2 separate regions of the Rattus norvegicus genome follow, and region 1 is linked to region 2. Evidence: chromatin contacts called from public Hi-C data. All regions are on one chromosome and are shown on one strand. Each heading gives the region's core, a stretch centred on a gene start, on an enhancer-like site or on the middle of the called end of the contact. The rest is flanking DNA. Distances are from core to core; before and after follow the strand shown. Region 1 holds the start of Adrb2 (adrenoceptor beta 2). Region 2 overlaps LOC120098151 (a long non-coding RNA gene).

Region 1 (3,198 bases), core at 223-2,722, 140 kb before region 2:
TGTAGTTTTAAAATGGACTTCAGAAAACACATTTTTAATATAATGAATTATATGAAATTGTGGGGGTTTTTTAAAGACAGAAAAGGCCCAGTGGTGGCAGGTTCACATGACATAGCCTAAAAGATTAGCTAATTATCCAGCCAACAAATACAATTAATACAGTTAACACTTTTATAATTACAAAGGAGTTACTTAAGAAATTGTTTGAAAAGAAGATCATGCAGACTGGAGAGACAGCTCAGTGGTTAAGAGCATTGGCTGACTTCCAGAGGACCAGGGTTCGATTGCCAGCACTCACAAAGGCAGCTTGTGTGTTGATACTATCTGTATATTCAGTCCTAGGGAATCTGATGCTCTCTTTCTCCTGACCTCCAAAACATGCACAAACGTGGTGCACAGACAAACACAGAGATAAGACTCCCATGCGCATAACATAAGTAATGTAGTTTATTTTTTTTTATTTTCAAAAAGAAAATTCTTGCATTTTCGTTTTCAATGCATCCCTGGATATCCACCATATAACAAGAAAAATGATGCCACACTCCCAAGAATTAAGAATAACACCCCCACCCCAACTCTCCCCAAGTGCGTACACATCAATTCCTAAAGAAATGCAAAGGGCGAAGTTACTGCCTTGGTGCGGTTGCCTGCATGTTCTCAAGGAGGGAGGACGCCAAAAAAATATTTTTCACCAAGTGTGCTTAGAAACTCTGTAGCTGTTGGAGTCACCTCCTGTGTTCTTGCCAAATAACTGAAAGGGAATACACTGGGTGTCTGCGAATGGGGTGTCATTTATGAGTGCTAGAGGAGGGTAGTACCTGGATGTGAACACCGGTGTCTAAGTGATCCGCACTCCATGTCTCCACCGGAGCCCTTGTGTGTGTTTCTTTCAGCTTGCTTCTGGGTGTTCCTGAGTTTGTTTATAGCCACCTCTCTGTGTTGGACCAGGAGACAGCTGTCGTCTCCAGCATGAGCGGGCGCGGGTGTGTCTCGGTGTCTGTGGCTGTGGTTCGGCATAAGTCTGAGCACGTCCCAGTCAGCAGGGTGCGTTTGTGCCTGTGTGTGCGTGTCCGGGTGAGCTTGTTCTTTCTGTTCCTAAAAGAAAATGCACCCACTGCCACTGGCGTCCAGAGACCTTCCAACCCGCACAGGTGACCTACATGAACAGGTAGCACTTCCAGACAGCGCCTGGGTGGTTGGCGGGTCGCACAGCAGTCCCAGATTTCTCTCTCGGGAGCCCCAGCTAGGGTAGCTGGAAGGGAGTGGTGGCCTGGCCTCCGGGGAGCAGCTTGGGCCCCGCCCGGGCCAACCCCAGGAGGAGGCGGGCTAGGCAAGGAGGGTTGGCCCTTAGTGCCTCGCCCCTCCGGGCATGCGACGGTGCCATTGGCTCAAAGTTGCTGCACGTCACTGGGCAAGTCCCCTAAAGTCTAGTGCACATAACGGGCAGGGTGCACTGCAAGGCTGCTTCTCCCGCGTTCAGGCTGCAGCTGGCAGGCATCGCGAGCCCGGAGCACCCACGAGCTCAGTGTGCAGGACGCGCCCCCAGCACAGCCACCTACGGTCTCTGAATGAAGCTTCCAGGAGTCCGCCCCCGGACGGCTGCGCCCCATCGGAGGTGCACCCGCTGAGAGCGTCTGGGCACTGAAAGCCGGTGCGCTCACCTGCCGGCCATGGAGCCACACGGGAATGACAGCGACTTCTTGCTGGCACCCAATGGAAGCCGAGCGCCAGGCCACGACATCACTCAGGAACGGGACGAAGCGTGGGTGGTGGGCATGGCCATCCTCATGTCGGTTATCGTCCTGGCCATCGTGTTTGGCAACGTGCTGGTCATCACAGCCATTGCCAAGTTCGAGCGACTACAAACCGTCACCAACTACTTCATAACCTCCTTGGCGTGTGCTGATCTAGTCATGGGCCTAGCGGTGGTGCCTTTTGGGGCCAGTCATATCCTTATGAAAATGTGGAATTTTGGCAATTTCTGGTGCGAGTTCTGGACTTCCATTGATGTGTTGTGCGTCACAGCCAGCATCGAGACCCTGTGCGTGATTGCAGTGGATCGCTATGTTGCTATCACATCGCCCTTCAAGTACCAGAGCCTGCTGACCAAGAATAAGGCCCGAGTGGTCATCCTAATGGTGTGGATTGTGTCGGGCCTTACCTCCTTCTTGCCTATCCAGATGCACTGGTACCGTGCCACCCACAAGCAAGCCATCGACTGTTATGCCAAGGAGACTTGCTGTGACTTCTTCACGAACCAGGCCTATGCTATCGCTTCCTCTATCGTATCTTTCTACGTGCCCCTGGTGGTCATGGTCTTTGTCTATTCCAGGGTCTTCCAGGTGGCCAAAAGGCAGCTGCAGAAGATAGACAAATCCGAGGGCAGATTTCATGCCCAAAACCTCAGCCAGGTGGAGCAGGATGGGAGGAGCGGGCACGGACTCCGAAGGTCCTCCAAGTTCTGCTTGAAAGAGCACAAAGCCCTCAAGACTTTAGGCATCATCATGGGCACCTTCACCCTCTGCTGGCTGCCCTTCTTCATTGTCAATATTGTCCACGTCATCCGGGCCAACCTCATCCCTAAGGAAGTTTACATCCTCCTTAACTGGTTGGGCTATGTCAACTCTGCCTTCAATCCTCTTATCTACTGTCGGAGTCCAGATTTCAGGATTGCCTTCCAGGAGCTTCTGTGCCTTCGCCGGTCTTCTTCGAAAACCTATGGGAACGGCTACTCTAGCAACAGCAACGGTAGGACAGACTACACAGGGGAGCAGAGCGCATATCAGCTGGGGCAGGAGAAAGAAAATGAACTGCTTTGTGAGGAAGCCCCTGGCATGGAAGGCTTTGTGAACTGTCAAGGTACTGTGCCTAGCCTTAGCATTGACTCTCAAGGGAGGAACTGTAACACAAACGACTCGCCACTGTAGTGTAGGCTTTCTACTCTTTAAGACGGCCCCTCCCTGACAGGACACTAACCAGACTATTTTACTTGAGTGTAATAACTTTAGAATAAAATTGTATAGAGATTTTGCAGAAGGGGCACATCCTTCTGCCTTTTTTATTTTATTTTTTTAAGCTGCAAGTGAGAGAGAGAGGGAGAGAGAGAGAGAGAGAGAGAGAGAAAGAGAGAGAGAGAGACTGTATTTCAGTGCTTAATGTTTTCCTTGTACAGTTCAGTTCCTCTTTGCATGGAACTTA
Region 2 (3,191 bases), core at 470-2,969:
CAACCATGAAGAGAAATACTGTAGCACAGAAACAAAGCAGGTCACATTCTCTTTGCCTAGATGCCTGCAGCTCCAGGAAACTTTGAAAACAAAGATTATTGTTACTTTGTAACAAGAGTGATGGGCGCTAGCTCAGTTAATTAAGTGCTTGCTAAACACAAGTATGAGGAACTGAATTTGAATCCCTAGCACCCATATAGAGAGCCAAGTGTGAACATACACACCTATAACACTAGTGTCAAGGACAAGGAGACAGGAGGAGCCCTAAAGTTTGAAAGCCATACCGTCTAATAGGCAACCCCCGGATCTAATAAAGGGCCTTGTCTCAAAGGGCAGAGGGGTGGTGATCAAGAAAGACATCTGACATCAAGCTGTGGTCTCCACACCAAAAACATCCTCCAACACATAAGGTGGTGAGACTGCATCAGCTCTGTACAGGTTGTCTCCTAAATTGGGAGCATAGAAGAAATAAGTCAGCAGGTGTAACCTTCTACAGCATGATTCAGTGTTTCCAATACATACCAAACATCATGAGGCTGAAGCCACCATGCTCTTGTTCAAATCCCCACATTATACAAAAGCTGCTGGAGCCCAGAGGCACACAGCGCTGGACCGATGCCATATGTCAATGTGAACAGCAGTTTAAAAAAAAAGCAATTTTTAGTGTTTCTAGACCAACACATCCTGCTACAGATGACTGCAGATCACCCAAATAACATCTGAATAAAATGTTGGCTTGTCCTTCTCTTTACCATGATTAAAAAAAAAAACTAGTTTTGACCTGTTTTACTTTCCAATAGGTGCCATAATCCAGACTGGCAGAGGTAAGGGTGCTTCTGGGTAATAAGGAAGGGAAATGTTCATTTCTTCTTGCTATCTACTCATGTGCCCTGGGCCATAGTAGCCCACTGAGATGCTTAAGCAAAGTACAGCTCGTAGAGGCTTAACCCTCACTGTAAGCAGGATGCCCTGATAACTTGCTACAGTAGAGTGGGGGCTCAGACTAGTGGTTCCCTGAAATCCCTCACATGTGTAGTAAGCTCAGCATCTCCACCATCAGTGGTCTATGTCTCTAAACCTAGCTTGGTGGATAATGCAGGGACATCCTCTCCTACCTATCAGGGTCTCCTACAGTTTGCCTGCCCTAATGTACCTCAGTCATGGTTTCCAGGGAAACAAATGGATGTCAGGGTGCATACAGTCCCCAGACTGAAAAGATAGCAATGCCCTGGTGAGCTGTTCAACTCCCCTGGGAATAGCTGAGTCGAGTTTTCTGTGCTCCTCTCCCAGGTCAAGGCAAGGGAACAAATGAGGCCATAAGTGAAACCTGGCCACTCTTATCGCTTTCCTCTGGAGTTGGTATGAGAGAATCGCAGGGCTCTTTAGAGAGGCTAAAATCCACACTGCCTAGGGGTGACTCCAGTTCAGCTTCTCCCAAGCTCCAAGTAGGATGGCTGCTTGGCCTCCCAGGCTAGGCTGCACTGCCCTAACTTACTTGAGTGGTAGGATAGCCTTGCACACTCCTAGGCTGGTGCCCACAAACACCCATGAGCAGAGAGAAGGGGCTCTTGTTCTCAATGTGGAACAAGCAATACTTCCTCCCATGCAGCTGGCGTTTCCTCAAATAGAACAGGATTTGAGCAAACGGCTTTCACTGGCCCTGAGCTGGCAAGAAAAGCTGAGTGTGGCTCAAGGTTTCATTAGAGTTGATGACTCAGACCCTCACTCTCGCTTCCCCATCCTTTGTGGCTCCAACTCTTTCCCAGTTGTCATGCTCAACTGTCAGATTCCCTCTGCCAGGACCTGTTTTGCCAATGTCGGATGTCCTAGCTGCTCAACCTCCCTTTGGAAGGGCCACACCCCTGTCCTCCTTTCCTCTTAGGTCACCTACACTCTGCTCCAGATTCTATTTTGAAATTGATTAGGTCTTGATCAACAACACAGGCTTATTTCCAGAACACCCCCTGTCTGCCTCTGCCTTCATTTGGGCGAGATGAAAATTGATGTTGGCCTGAACCAGAGGCAGGGCATCTTCTGACATTGTTTGCAGCTTTGGGGGCTGATGCTAAGTTGCTCTCAGAATCAGTTGGAGGAAAGTGAGTTCCGAGTGCTGATTCAGCAAAGATTCCTGAGAGGCACTGAACGCAACAGGCTCTACTCCCCAAATCTCCATCTCTACCACCAGCAACTCTTTAAAAAAACATTTATTAACTATTTGTCTGTGTGCATACACATACACGCAAGCCAGAGAACTTACGTTGAGGTCAAAGAACAAGTTGGGGAAGTCCATTTCCTCTTTCCACCCTCTGAGTCCCAGGGACCAATTCAGGTCACTAGTCTTGGCAGCAAGCACTTTGCATACTGAGATGTCTTGCCAGTGTTCTCTGGTCATCTTTTAGAAAGCCAGGAACTGTACTTGGGCTGCGGATACAGAGAGCTCAATTCACCCCAGGATGGAAAGGACCACAACAGAGTTGTTTTTAGGGGACTGACAGAATCTCAGAGAGGTGAGTCCTTGATCCGGCTCCTGCCCCACCCTTAGCTTTGTGTACAACTCTCTCTTCTGCTCTGTGTTTCTTTCAGGCTTCTGCTCACCATTCTCTTTTTTCTGTCTCGCCCATCTCTTCACTGGGCTAGGTAGCACTGTCCACCAACCTCTAAAGGTCTTCCCCAATCATCTAGCCTCTCCCATAGACTCTCATCCATATCCCAACATGCCTCGTTACATAGCCTTTAACCCAAGAAGCAGAACCTCGCCATCTGGCATGTTTTCCTTACCTGTGTATTACACGTTGCCTGGTTCACCAAAGCAAACTGTAATCTGTGCATTTAAGGGTAAGAGCTTTGGGTCTGTGTCCACGGCTATAGCCTCAATATGTAAAGGGGGGGGTGAATAGATAACATTCATGGAGAAATGGCAAAGGCTCCATAAGGATGTAGCTTTAGGAAGCATGAAGGTGAACAATTAACATGTGAGCATTGTCCATACAAAAGCAGAAAGTGAAGGAGCAGTTGGAGAGTGAATTGCAGGGCCGAGGGATTCAGAGGAAGCTGAACAAAGCCCTCGTGGAGATTTTTGGACACTAACTTCACCGGTTTCTTCTTCCCTACATAACTCTTATTGAAACCTAATCCCTAAATTTGCATGCAGATGGTATTTGGAGGTGGTGCCCTCAGGAGGCAATTAGGAT

The links. A called contact is a pair of places that touch in the nucleus more often than the background predicts.
Region 1: a Hi-C map of psoas muscle shows a contact between it and region 2, with 1.7 times the contacts expected there. The contact joins the promoter of Adrb2 here to the enhancer-like site in region 2. A contact is called at or near these places in 2 of 12 Hi-C or Micro-C datasets (liver and psoas muscle).

Annotation. Positions count from the first base shown.
Region 1 is chr18:57,913,076-57,916,273 of GRCr8, reverse strand. Adrb2 (adrenoceptor beta 2) reads left to right here and starts at 1,472. Exons shown (of 1, transcript NM_012492.2): 1 at 1,472-3,198. The coding sequence starts at 1,671. The coding sequence ends at 2,927.
Region 2 is chr18:57,774,754-57,777,944 of GRCr8, reverse strand. It overlaps LOC120098151 (a long non-coding RNA gene), which reads left to right. Exons shown (of 2, transcript XR_005496182.2): 1 at 1-2,507. Among named protein-coding and RNA genes, the nearest start is that of Sh3tc2, 90 kb to the right of the region's middle. Within about 2 kb of position 1,719, at least 32 of the 93 cell types and tissues checked have an H3K27ac peak or open chromatin away from gene starts, as enhancers often do. A contact at or near this core is called in liver, where this site is marked.